Regions from separate parts of the Mus musculus genome. Here region 2 is linked to region 1. A link is a contact called in public promoter capture Hi-C data. All regions are on one chromosome and are shown on one strand. Each heading gives the region's core, a stretch centred on a gene start, on an enhancer-like site or on the middle of the called end of the contact. The rest is flanking DNA. Distances are from core to core; before and after follow the strand shown.

Evidence for each region. Promoter capture Hi-C pulls out the DNA fragments that hold promoters and counts their contacts.
Region 2: a promoter capture Hi-C map of hippocampal neurons shows a contact between it and region 1, with 4 times the contacts expected there. The contact joins the promoter of Elovl6 here to the enhancer-like site in region 1. A contact is called at or near these places in 5 of 39 promoter capture datasets (the 3T3-L1 cell line, the C10 cell line, hippocampal neurons and 2 more), 1 of 484 Hi-C or Micro-C datasets (B cells), 2 of 115 datasets of contacts at active chromatin or transcription factors (acute myeloid leukemia and large pre-B cells) and 1 of 9 other capture datasets (pancreatic islet).

The regions. Positions count from the first base shown.
Region 1 is chr3:127,800,864-127,805,928 of GRCm38.p6, reverse strand. No RefSeq gene overlaps it. Among named protein-coding and RNA genes, the nearest start is that of Tifa, 14 kb to the right of the region's middle. Within about 2 kb of position 2,953, at least 34 of the 459 cell types and tissues checked have an H3K27ac peak or open chromatin away from gene starts, as enhancers often do. A contact at or near this core is called in hippocampal neurons and liver, where this site is marked.
Region 2 is chr3:129,530,030-129,535,435 of GRCm38.p6, reverse strand. Elovl6 (ELOVL family member 6, elongation of long chain fatty acids (yeast)) reads right to left here and starts at 3,050. Exons shown (of 5, transcript NM_130450.2): 1 at 2,941-3,050; 2 at 2,668-2,788. The coding sequence starts at 2,756. It overlaps Gm35986 (predicted gene, 35986), which reads left to right and starts at 3,048. Exons shown (of 3, transcript NR_153368.1): 1 at 3,048-3,179; 2 at 4,272-4,377.

The sequences.
Region 1 (5,065 bases), core at 1,704-4,203:
TTGGGAGGCAGTGTTCTGGGCCTCAATGGGAGAGCCTAGTAGACCATGTTGAAGGCAATGAGAAGATGTCCCAAGTTCTTGAGGCAGGAAAAAGAAAATGCTTCAAGAAGGAAAAAACTGAGGCACTGAAGCAGCATGGGTGAGGGGAAGCCTTAGGATGTTAGGGGAGTGTTAAGTGTGATTCATCGACGACTTACAGGCCAAGGTTAAGAGCAAAAGAGAAAGGGTTTTATGTGGAGTACGATGCTTCTGACATTTTGTCGGAAGCTTAGGCCAAATAGTGATTGGATTTGCATTTCTGAACGTTGGCCTAGCTGTTCAATAGGGCCCAGCTCACGCGAAGGCAAGCACAGATGCATACTACCCTCAGTGGGTGGGTGGACTGGGGCTTAAGTTTACAATAGCCATAGAGAGTCAGAGCCAGTGTAGAGGGAGAATCTCAAGGGCTTCCTGTTGGATTTGGATATAGGGATTTAAAAAAGCAAGGGCCGAATCAGATAATCCACCCTGTGTGTCAGTTCCACATAGGCAGGACTCAGCGCTGAAGCAGATCTTGACAGAAAGCTTTGAGATCTCTCCCGGGATGTGGGAGAGTGGTCAGTCAGCCCTCAGAGGAACTGTCAGACCGTACGTCATCTGCCCCTCAGCCAAATCACTCCAGTGGAGCGCACCCCATTCAGATGCAGAGACAATCCACTTCTGTCACCCGTCATTTGGTCTCCTTGGTTCAGTGGCATCTTACGAGCAACCCTGAGAATGACTCCAGTTGCTTTTGCTTTGTGCAAATAATAAATGTGTGCGTAAACCTATGGTTATTTGGCAGGCAGCCTGGCAGCTGCGGCTCTCTACCTGACGACGATAACATTTTGTTTCTTGACTGACTTAGAGCAGTGGGAAGAACAAAGATTAGGTGAAGGGAACATTTTGTTGGAAAACTTAAATATTGGGAGTATCAAAAGGTGTTTGTGTTATGTCTGCCACTCAAAGAAAAGCTGTGGCTTTAAGTCTGAGGGTTCTTGGTAGATATATCCTTGTCTCGTTGCTGCCATTAAAGACCCTAACAAAAGCACCTTGAGGGCAAAGGGGCTTATTCTGGTTCATGGTCAAGTGTGCAGTCCATAGCAAGGACCTCTTGATTACAAGAGGTTTGAGGCAGAAGGATACATTGTGCCCACAGACAGGAAGCAGAGAATCCTGTCAGCAAATCCTTAGCTAGCTTTCTCCTGTTTATGTAGTCCAAGACCCCACCCCCTCCAACAGTACCATCCACTGGTAGGGTGCGGATTCCCTCCCCTATCTAGATGATCCCTTGTGGGCGTGCCCCAAGGTCTATCTCCTTGGTGGCTCTAGATCCTGTCTAATTGACATTAACCGTAACTGTGAGTGGGACGTATTTTAAGTCATAGTAGATGACTTCCCCCAGGGAAATATAAGCAGAGAAGCCAGCCCAGCCTCTCTTGGGGGCTGTGTGGGGTGGGTGGTTAAAGGGTACCTTGAAATGCAGATACAGAGTTTGAGAGTGGGGTCACTGGCATCAGGGGATGGGAGACCTTAGGGAACAGCAAGACTAATGGATGATGTGTGTTAGGCAAATGAAGGGGGCAGTGAAGAAGAAAAAAAGAGCGTAGATATTTATTTACAAAGTTTTCCTCTCAGAGAAGTGGGGTAGCTGGAGGGGGCTGAGGGGTGATGTGAGGGAACTTACAGAAGATTCTCCTGTTTACCTCTAAAATGACGTAAATTGAAATTGTACTTTTGTATTCCAGCCGAGGACAGACTTCGAGTTTTCCTTTAGATGCAGGTACACCACTCATTGTTTATTAACAAACGTCTAACAAGCTGGTCTAGTGAGGACTGGAGAGATGATGGCTCAATGGTTAAGACACTGGCTGCTTTTCCTGAGAACCCAGATTCAATTCCCAGCACCCAGGTGGCAGCTCACAACTGTCTGATACCCCAGTCCTAAGGAATCCCACACTCTCACATAGACAAACAAGCAGGCAAAACCCATCAATGCACATAAAAAAATAAATTGTTTAAAAAAGAAGCCTGTTTTCTTTTAGAAGATACATTGAATACAATATTTTGCTATCTTTGTTTACTTAGTATCTCCTATTAGTAATTTGATTGCAGAGAGAAAAAAAATGGAGTTCTGTGAAAGAACCAACTTCAGCAAAATGATACTTAACGTCCTTAAAAAAAAACTTTAAAGGAGAAATGAGATGCAATTTGAAAATTATTGTTATGAGCTCTTTGTTAAAAATGATACGTTTATTTGAAGACCCTTTCCCTGGCTCCTAGACATAGTAACATCTAAGCCACCCAGTTCTGAGGATTCTACCAGCCTGCCTGGCTGATTAGAACTTAATGATGGAGGAAGTTAGAATGTTGCAGAGCTAAATTCTCTTGTGTTCTTTGTAGTCCCTTTGAAAACCTCCGTTACCCACAGTTCTGCCTCACCTACCATTCTTAGGGCCATCAGAACCTTAGCAGATTAGTTTTACCAATCCAGAAGATAAGACTATAACCCCACTACCTACTAGCCCCACCAATTTTTTTGTTCTTTGACTGATTAAAAAAAAAAAAAAACTCATGTACCCACATCTATGAAACATCTTTTTGGGCAATCCTGGGATATGGTTACTCAAATTTGGCTCAGAAGTAAACTTCTCTCTTCTTCCCTTTTAGTTCCATGGGAGAGAGAACTGTTTTAACACAGAGAGCGTTAAATAGGAGGCCCAGTTGCTCGGTGCTACTCCTTACATAATGGAGCACGTGAAGAGGGGCTGCACGCCACACCTCAGGCTGAGCTTCATTCACAGAGGTCCCCCTCAGGCTGAGCTTCATTTACAGAGGTCCCGTGTAGGAGGCACTGCCTTAATCCTTAGTTTCAAAACAAAGAAAAATGAAACTAAAGTGTCAGGATCCATGGGAAATGAAGATAAACCCTGGCAGCATGATTCACAGCCCACACTGAACATCATGTTTCCTCTAGGAACTGGGTCAGCCTTGTTTGTGAGGGTTTAGGAAGCCTGGGCTTTGTTTTGTTTCATTTACTTAGCGGGGATTTAAAACTAGTTTTAAAATAGCCCGGTGATGTTTTTGAACACGGCTACCTTCTGTGGATAATTCCTGGGTAGAAACTGCCTGTAGAAACTTCAATGCCTTTAGAATTGACAATGTCCAGAAACTAATTGCAATTTATCTTAGGCTATTTTTTTAAGCTCATTACATAGTGATTCTTTGCTCCCCTCTATGTTAGAACCTAACACCCTGACTACAGGTAACACCTTTTGGAGTCTGTTAACAGCGCCCTAATTCCCCACTAACCAAAAGTCATCGAACCACAACAGAGGGTTACAGCCGAGGTTTTCCACAGTGCTGCAGTGACCCAGTTAATGTCCACACCAGTGCGTTTGAAAAGCATCTTGATTTATGACTTTTCTTGTTCTGTTTCTATAAAAACTTCATGAAACTGCTTCCAGGTCGATGCATGGAATTTAGGATAACCTAAATCCATGTTTCTAGGCTATGGTCACTCATACTTGGCTCCAGAATAAAACTGTTTTCCATCCCGTTTGAATTACGATTTCTGTGTGTGTGTGTGTGTGTGTGTGTGTGTGTGTGTGTGTGTGTGTGTGTGTGTGTGTGTGTGAGAGAGAGAGAGAGAGAGAGAGAGAGAGAGAGAGAGAGAGAGAGAGCACACTTCTGAGCCAAACTCATCATCAGATCATCTGTGCCCTCCTACAAAAGATCATCCCAGCTAGACTTGTTGACTGAGGACTTCCTTCAGTGGAGGAAGGGCTGAGGAGGGTCTTGGGACCCTCAACCCAAATGTCTATCCCTTCCTCCTAACCAGTTGTATGCAATGCCCTTAAGTGCCTTTGGCTTCAGGGAGAGTTAGACTACATAAGTGGAGAAGGACAGGGGACAAGGGGACCATCTACATGGTCATAGGGGAGTCTATAGAGGAGTCCATGGAAATAAAATCCATGCTAGGCTGAGCAGACCTTCCTCTTAGTGTGGCTCCTTCAGGGCTACCCATGCTCCTGCCTGTAACTTCTCACCCACTCTGTCCTATCTGGAAGCACAACAAACTCAGGGCCTCCCAGAATGAACTCCAATGGAATGACACCTTGCTTTATGGTTGGACTTCAGGAGGAGGGGTAAATGTCTTCCTCAGGGAAGGAATTTGAGAGGCAGGCATCATAAAAAGACATAAAGATGGGTTCTGTTGTCAAAGCTTACAACCATCTAACCTCAGAGGTTTTCTGTGTTACTATGACTTCGTCTTTGGAGCAGTGACATTGCTGATTCTGGCCTCGAGGCCAGAATACTCACCTCCAGTTCCTTGGTGGCTTTGCATCAAGAAGAAAATGAGACCAGCAACAGAGCTGACCCAGTTTTGCCATTTGCTTCCTCAAAGCCCCTGATCTTAAACCCAGTACTTGACAGGTGAGTTGCAGGCAGAGAAATAGTTTCCTATCGACAGAATAGCAGAGCGATGAGTAACTGGATTCTGGAACAACTCAGACCAGTTCGAAGCTCGCTGAATGCCAACCACGCTTTCCACAGCTGTCTCCTTAGTCACCACTTGCAATGGTCGGTCCCAATCACAGTCCACCACCTATTACATTCCCAAGTAACAATCATAGAAGTAGACGAATACTAAGTAGGAGAACAATGGAACCATTAGATAACGTAGAGTTAGCTGCTACTCAAACTCTCAACAGCACCTCCTCACAGTATGGTTATGGCTAGTATGGTTAACAGGTAGATATTATCTACACATGTAAATTACATGTTTAAAGTACAGCTTGTGGGGAACACACTGCCTCCTACACCTACTGAAACAAATACTCATGTTAGAGCCTCTGCCTCTCAGTCAAGGCATACTTAGAATTAGAAGTTTTAGAAAGTGATTATAGACATTATATGTGCAAGGAGATAACTGGCTCTCAAGAGTTGGCCTCTGACCTGCACCCCTCATGTGTAACTTTTCACAGACATAAATATAATTTTAAAAAGTGTTTGTAACCTGATGGCAGGGCCTGGAGAGATGACT
Region 2 (5,406 bases), core at 1,801-4,300, 1.7 Mb before region 1:
CAAATAGGTTCTCAAAAGACAGGGCACACAGGCTTCTATACTTGATTTCTTCCAGAAGCTATTTCAAACCATTCTAAGTGACAAGGACAGGTGAAGGTGAGACTTGATGGTTCTGGAGCCCCTCAACTCCCCTCGCAAGAGGGTATATATAAGCCTTTATGATGGGATTCCTGTCTAATGACATGAGAAGAGAACCTTCATTACGACCAAGACATTTTGGTTGCGGAGAGCGGGTGGGAAAGTTCTGAAATCAGGCTCCAAGAGAACTAGAATCGTGAAGTGAAAAGGGACAGTGGCTAAGATCAGCACGGACGAGATGTAATAAGCTTATCCACTGTAATAAGCTATCCAAAACTATAAAGCCAACGATCAAAAGACGGGAAGAACATCCATTCTACAGTGTGACTAGAACAGCGTTCAAAACGCAAGCCAAGCATGCTGAATCCAGACACGGATATGAGCAGGTTGTGTTGGCGGTCAAATGAGCGTTTTAATCGCTGGACCTTGTAAGCATCTGCCTTGTACAAAGTAAGATTTTGCAAAATGCTTTGCAAAATCAAGACCAGAAAAAAAAAAAAAAAAAGACCAGAAAAGGTTCATCACATCAGCCCACGATGTGCTAGGAGCCACCTTTAAAATAAGAAATAAGGAAAATAAGATAATGAAAATACATTGTCAGGAAGAACATAAGTACTGTTCAGGAGTTAATAGTGGCCAAAGAATAACAAGGGAAAAGAAATTCATGGATTTGGGATATTTTCAGTCCCACGAGGACCAAGGACCTGTCTAGTTCTGACAGAGTGAAAGTCACTTAACTGAGTGTCTGGAGAAAGAGGCGGGAAATGGTCCTGGGGTACCTTAGGAAAAGGGGGTGGGGTGGGGTGGGCAACAAACAGCATGCACTAGGGTGGTGCAGCAGCAGGGCAGACTGAGTGCCATGCGCCTGCAGAGGCTAGGAATGCCTGCTCCGGAATGACAGGCCCAACCGGGATGCAGCAAGCTAGAGACGCGAGCTGCGGGCTACTGGAGGAGGAAGGCAGGAAGGCAGGCTAGAGCCCTGCAAGGGACGGTGACAAATGGTCTCAGAGAAGATCGGAGCCCTAGGTTGGCAGGTTGAGCTCGGGTCACAGCCCCCCCTCCCCCCCAAGCCCCTAACGGGAGGAAGTGCACCGCTAGGACCCCCCGAACGCCAGCCCGAGGGGGCTGGGCTTCCTGCAGCGCTCGGGCCTCCCTATGGCCTCCCCCTTACGGGGCGATCCAGACTCCCCGGGGGTGTAATCGCGCTCGGGACCCAGGCCCGCGTCCTCGGTGTCCAGGAGCACGCCGGCGACCGCACCAGGCTGGCTCTGGGGCTCAGGGCCTCCAGGCAGCCGCCATGCCGCGGCCCGAACTCGCGCGCCCCGGAGTCTCGGCTCCGCCCGGCCGCCGCCGTAAACCGCCCAAGGGCCCAGCTCGCAAGCTGAAGGCCAAGGGTGGGCGCGCTCCCCGCGGGCGAGAAGGGGCGGGAGCAGCAAGCCCGGGATCGGGCTGGAGAAGGCGAACCCCCGGCGGCTGCCACCACCCGCTCCAGCCCGGGAGCGCCGGCGTCTCCGGTTTCCCATTGATGAATGGAGGGAGGGAAGGCAGGTCGCGAGCGCCCTCGCACGCGGCAGCGGAACCTCCCGGAGCCCGGAAGCCCCCCGAGGGCCGGCCGCGGCGCAGAGGGGGTGGGGTGGGGGTGGGGAGATCGAGGGGGCTCGCACTAAACCGGAGGGAAACATCTCCAACCACAGCACGGTCTACGGGAAGGAGGGAGCTCCCTTCTTAAAATACTGCAAGGTGACACCGGATCGCCTCCCACACGGGGATTTTTCAGAAGACTGACCGGAGGAACTCAGTAAACAAGATGTTTTCCCGGATTCGAAGTTCTGGGGAAAGACCTCCGAGACTGCCCTGGCAGGAGCCTTCCAGTACTTAAACTGCTGCTCCACGCGGAGAAGCGTGTCCAAAAGGCGTTTCCTTTACACAGAAACTTAATAATGGCGTGGCTCCACTTGCTCGGGTTCATTCATTTTTATTGCAGTTTTCATTGTCCCCTCCTCCCCGATGTCTTTATGAAACCGGAAAGTAATCTGAGTGGGGAAGGGGTCCTGGACCCTGGGCATCTACGGCTGGAGGCGGCAGTCAAGGGAGGGCAGTAAAGTGGAAGAACTACAAGGAGAAAGGAAGGACACGAGGGATGGGGAGAGGGAAAGGACCAGAGAGAGGCGGGCTGAAGAGGGTTAAAGGGAGCGGAGACCGGGTCCTCCCTCCACTGCCTTGCACGCTCCAGTTGCGGGAGGCCAAGCAGAACCCCCAAATCTAAGCGAAAGCAGGGAGACAACACAGGTGGGATAGCTGGATTGTAACATGCCTCTGTCTCCCGTATATTATTACAGGTACACATATTATATGTTCTATGTTATATAATCTACACAAAGATGCCCGCGTGGCCGCGGCTCACACAGAGCACCCCCCAAACCGCACGCTTCCATGCAGCTTCAGAGTCTCCTGCAGACATGAGACCCTGGAACTCCGCGATCTGCTGGCTACTGCCGGCAATCCATCCGTCGCTCCGCTCACGCTCAGACCAGGAATACCGACATTAATGCACTCCCGGGAATAGTATCTCGCGAAAGCATCACCTACCAGTTTTCCTGCATCCATTGGATGGCTTCGTTCTCGTTGAACTGCTTTTCGAATTCATATTCTTGTAAAGTCAACACTGACATGTTCATTGGGGCTGATCTTCGGAGTCGCTACGTGTTCTCTATACAAAATAAAAAAATCTGTAAAGAGCCTTTTATTTTGAGTGCTCTCCTGTCTGCTTCCCCCTCCCACCCCCCTAGGTATTGCCCCGCCGTCAGTCTCCTGGCCGATCTCTCTCCCAGCCTCTCAGCTACATCCAGGGTTGAGCATTGCCTGCGCCTCTGCTCCCAGCTCCTAGCTCAGGGGCTCTCCTCCCAGCGTCCGCATCCACCGTAGGAGGAAATGAATGCCTTGCGGTCTTAGTGCCCGCACGTTTGTCCATCACGCTTTTTACTCGTCTACAGGGAAATCTCCTCCCCCTCGTGCGATCGGGAAAATTAACCCTTTGCGCGAGAGGGCGCAGAAGAGCAAGACCTCCCATCGCCCTGGGGGATAGTTTTGTTTACAAGAAGGTGGTTGGTGGACTGGGGGAGGGGAGGGAAGGGCGCCAAGAGGGAGGAAGTGGCCTTGAGGTCATACTCAAGCCCATTCGCCACCTCTTGGGCCTCCCTGCCTGGCCTTTGAATGAAGTTTCAGAGTGAGAGGCGCAGCCCTGAGGCGCGTGGACCTGAAAGCTTGGCGAGTAAACAATTGGGAAATAGTAAAATCTGCCAGGTTCTCTGGCATGAGAACTCCAGGCAAATAAATGTGAGGATCACGTCTTGCGATCTAGTCTCCTCACTACCTCGATCCCGCAGCACCCTCTGAGACCACCTCCACCGGGCAGCTTGGGCGCGGATTTACCTTGACCTTAGGGCCAGGTAGCCTTCGGAACTAAGACCACGTGCAGACAGGATGCTGAGGATGAGGACCTGGGAAGTCAAGGTTGACTAGGAGGCAGAAGTTAGGTAGAGGGTTTGGCTACCAGGAGGGGATATTAATGAACAAAGGAAGGGAATTTGGCATACAGAATTAGGCCTACTGATCTAAATACCAAAACTTTATCTATCTGCTTTACTTTAGTTCTGCCTTATTCTTGTGAAATTAGGAAGAAAAGATTAATGTAGGAGAGGGATTTATGTAATGCTAATCCTCCCCCTGGGCTACCAGCTCACAGCAACCATTCCCAAATACTCCTTATTTTTCTGGAGGATGGTATTTTCTAGTCCTAAAAGGAAGAAGGAAGTAAGAGACAATAAGGTACCTAATAATATAATATTTAGATCCAACAAAAGATACTGATCAACACTTATTAGTTTGTTTGTTTGTTTTTTAAATGTTTGTGATTTTCAAGATTGGGTTTTTTTGTTTGTTTGGTTTGGGTTTTTTAGGTGCTTTTGGCTTTTCGAGACATGATTTTTCTGTGTAGCCCTTGTTGCCCTGGAACTGGCTCTGTAAACCAGGCTGGTCTCAGACTCAGAGATCTGCCTGCCTCTGCCTCACTCACAAGTTCTGGGACTAAGGTTCGGGCCACCACAGCCCAGCTAAGAACCTATTAGTTTAAAGATGTACATTAGGACCAGAGAGAAAATACCCTCTAAGATGTTCATTTCCTCACCTACCAGCCAACTAAAATGAGGCGAGGGCATTTCATGCAGTCAGATCATCTCAGGAAGACACTGGAGGCTGAGGCGGGAAGACTGGTGCTAGTAAAATTGCCAGAAATTTGAGGTGAGTCTGAATTTCACAGTGACATCCTTGCTTCCCCTGCCCCCCAAGTCTTAAAAGGGTGGGGTATGTCCTTAATTGGGGGGTGGGTATGTCCTTAATCCTAATACACTCTGGAGTCAGAAGCATGTGGATTTTTGTGAGTTTGAGATTAGCCTGGTCTAGTAACAAGATCCAGGTCAGCCAAGGAGATAGAATGACACCCTGGGTTTTTAATGTCATTTGTTTTTGTTTTTGTTTGGGTTTTTTATTTGTTTTTGTTTTTTGATTCTCTGTGTATCCCTGGCCATCCTGGAAATTGCACAGTAGAGCAATAGATCAATCAGTGTGGCCTCCAACTCATAGCTCTCCTTGCCCCTGCCTCCCTTGTGCTGGAATGAAAGAGGTATTGCCACCACATTGTGAAAATGGCTTGGCATGAGGACCTGAGTTCAGAGTCCCAGAACCTCTGAGGCTGAGACGGGGAACTCCTCCTGTGTATTTTCATTTTTGGAGACCAGGTATCTTTTATATCTTACGCTGGCTAGAAATGGCTCTGTGAGCCAGGTGGTGGTGCTGCGCGCCTTTAATCCCAGCACTCGGGAGGCAGAGGCAGGCGGATCTACATGAGTCTAAGGCTAGCCTGAAATAACAAACCTGAAATAGGAGCTTGGAGATGAGTAAGAGACCTTGTCTTTAAAATGAAGATGGAGACATCTCGAGAATGACACATTCCATTACAGCTCTGGCCTCCTCGTGCACCTGCTCACCTGCACAAGGAAGCAGCCCCCCCCCCCAACTCCTCCCCACACACTTCTTTAAAGGAAGGAAGTCTGCATTGTAACCCATGCCTATAATTCCAACATTTGGGAGGTAGAGGCAGGAGAATCAGGAGTTCAAGGTCATCTTTGGCTAAGTAACAAACTCCAAGCTATAATGGGCCACATGAGACCCTATCTATCCCTCCTTCCACCATCACCACCAACACACACACACACACACACACACACACACACACACACACACACACACACACACACATACATCCACACA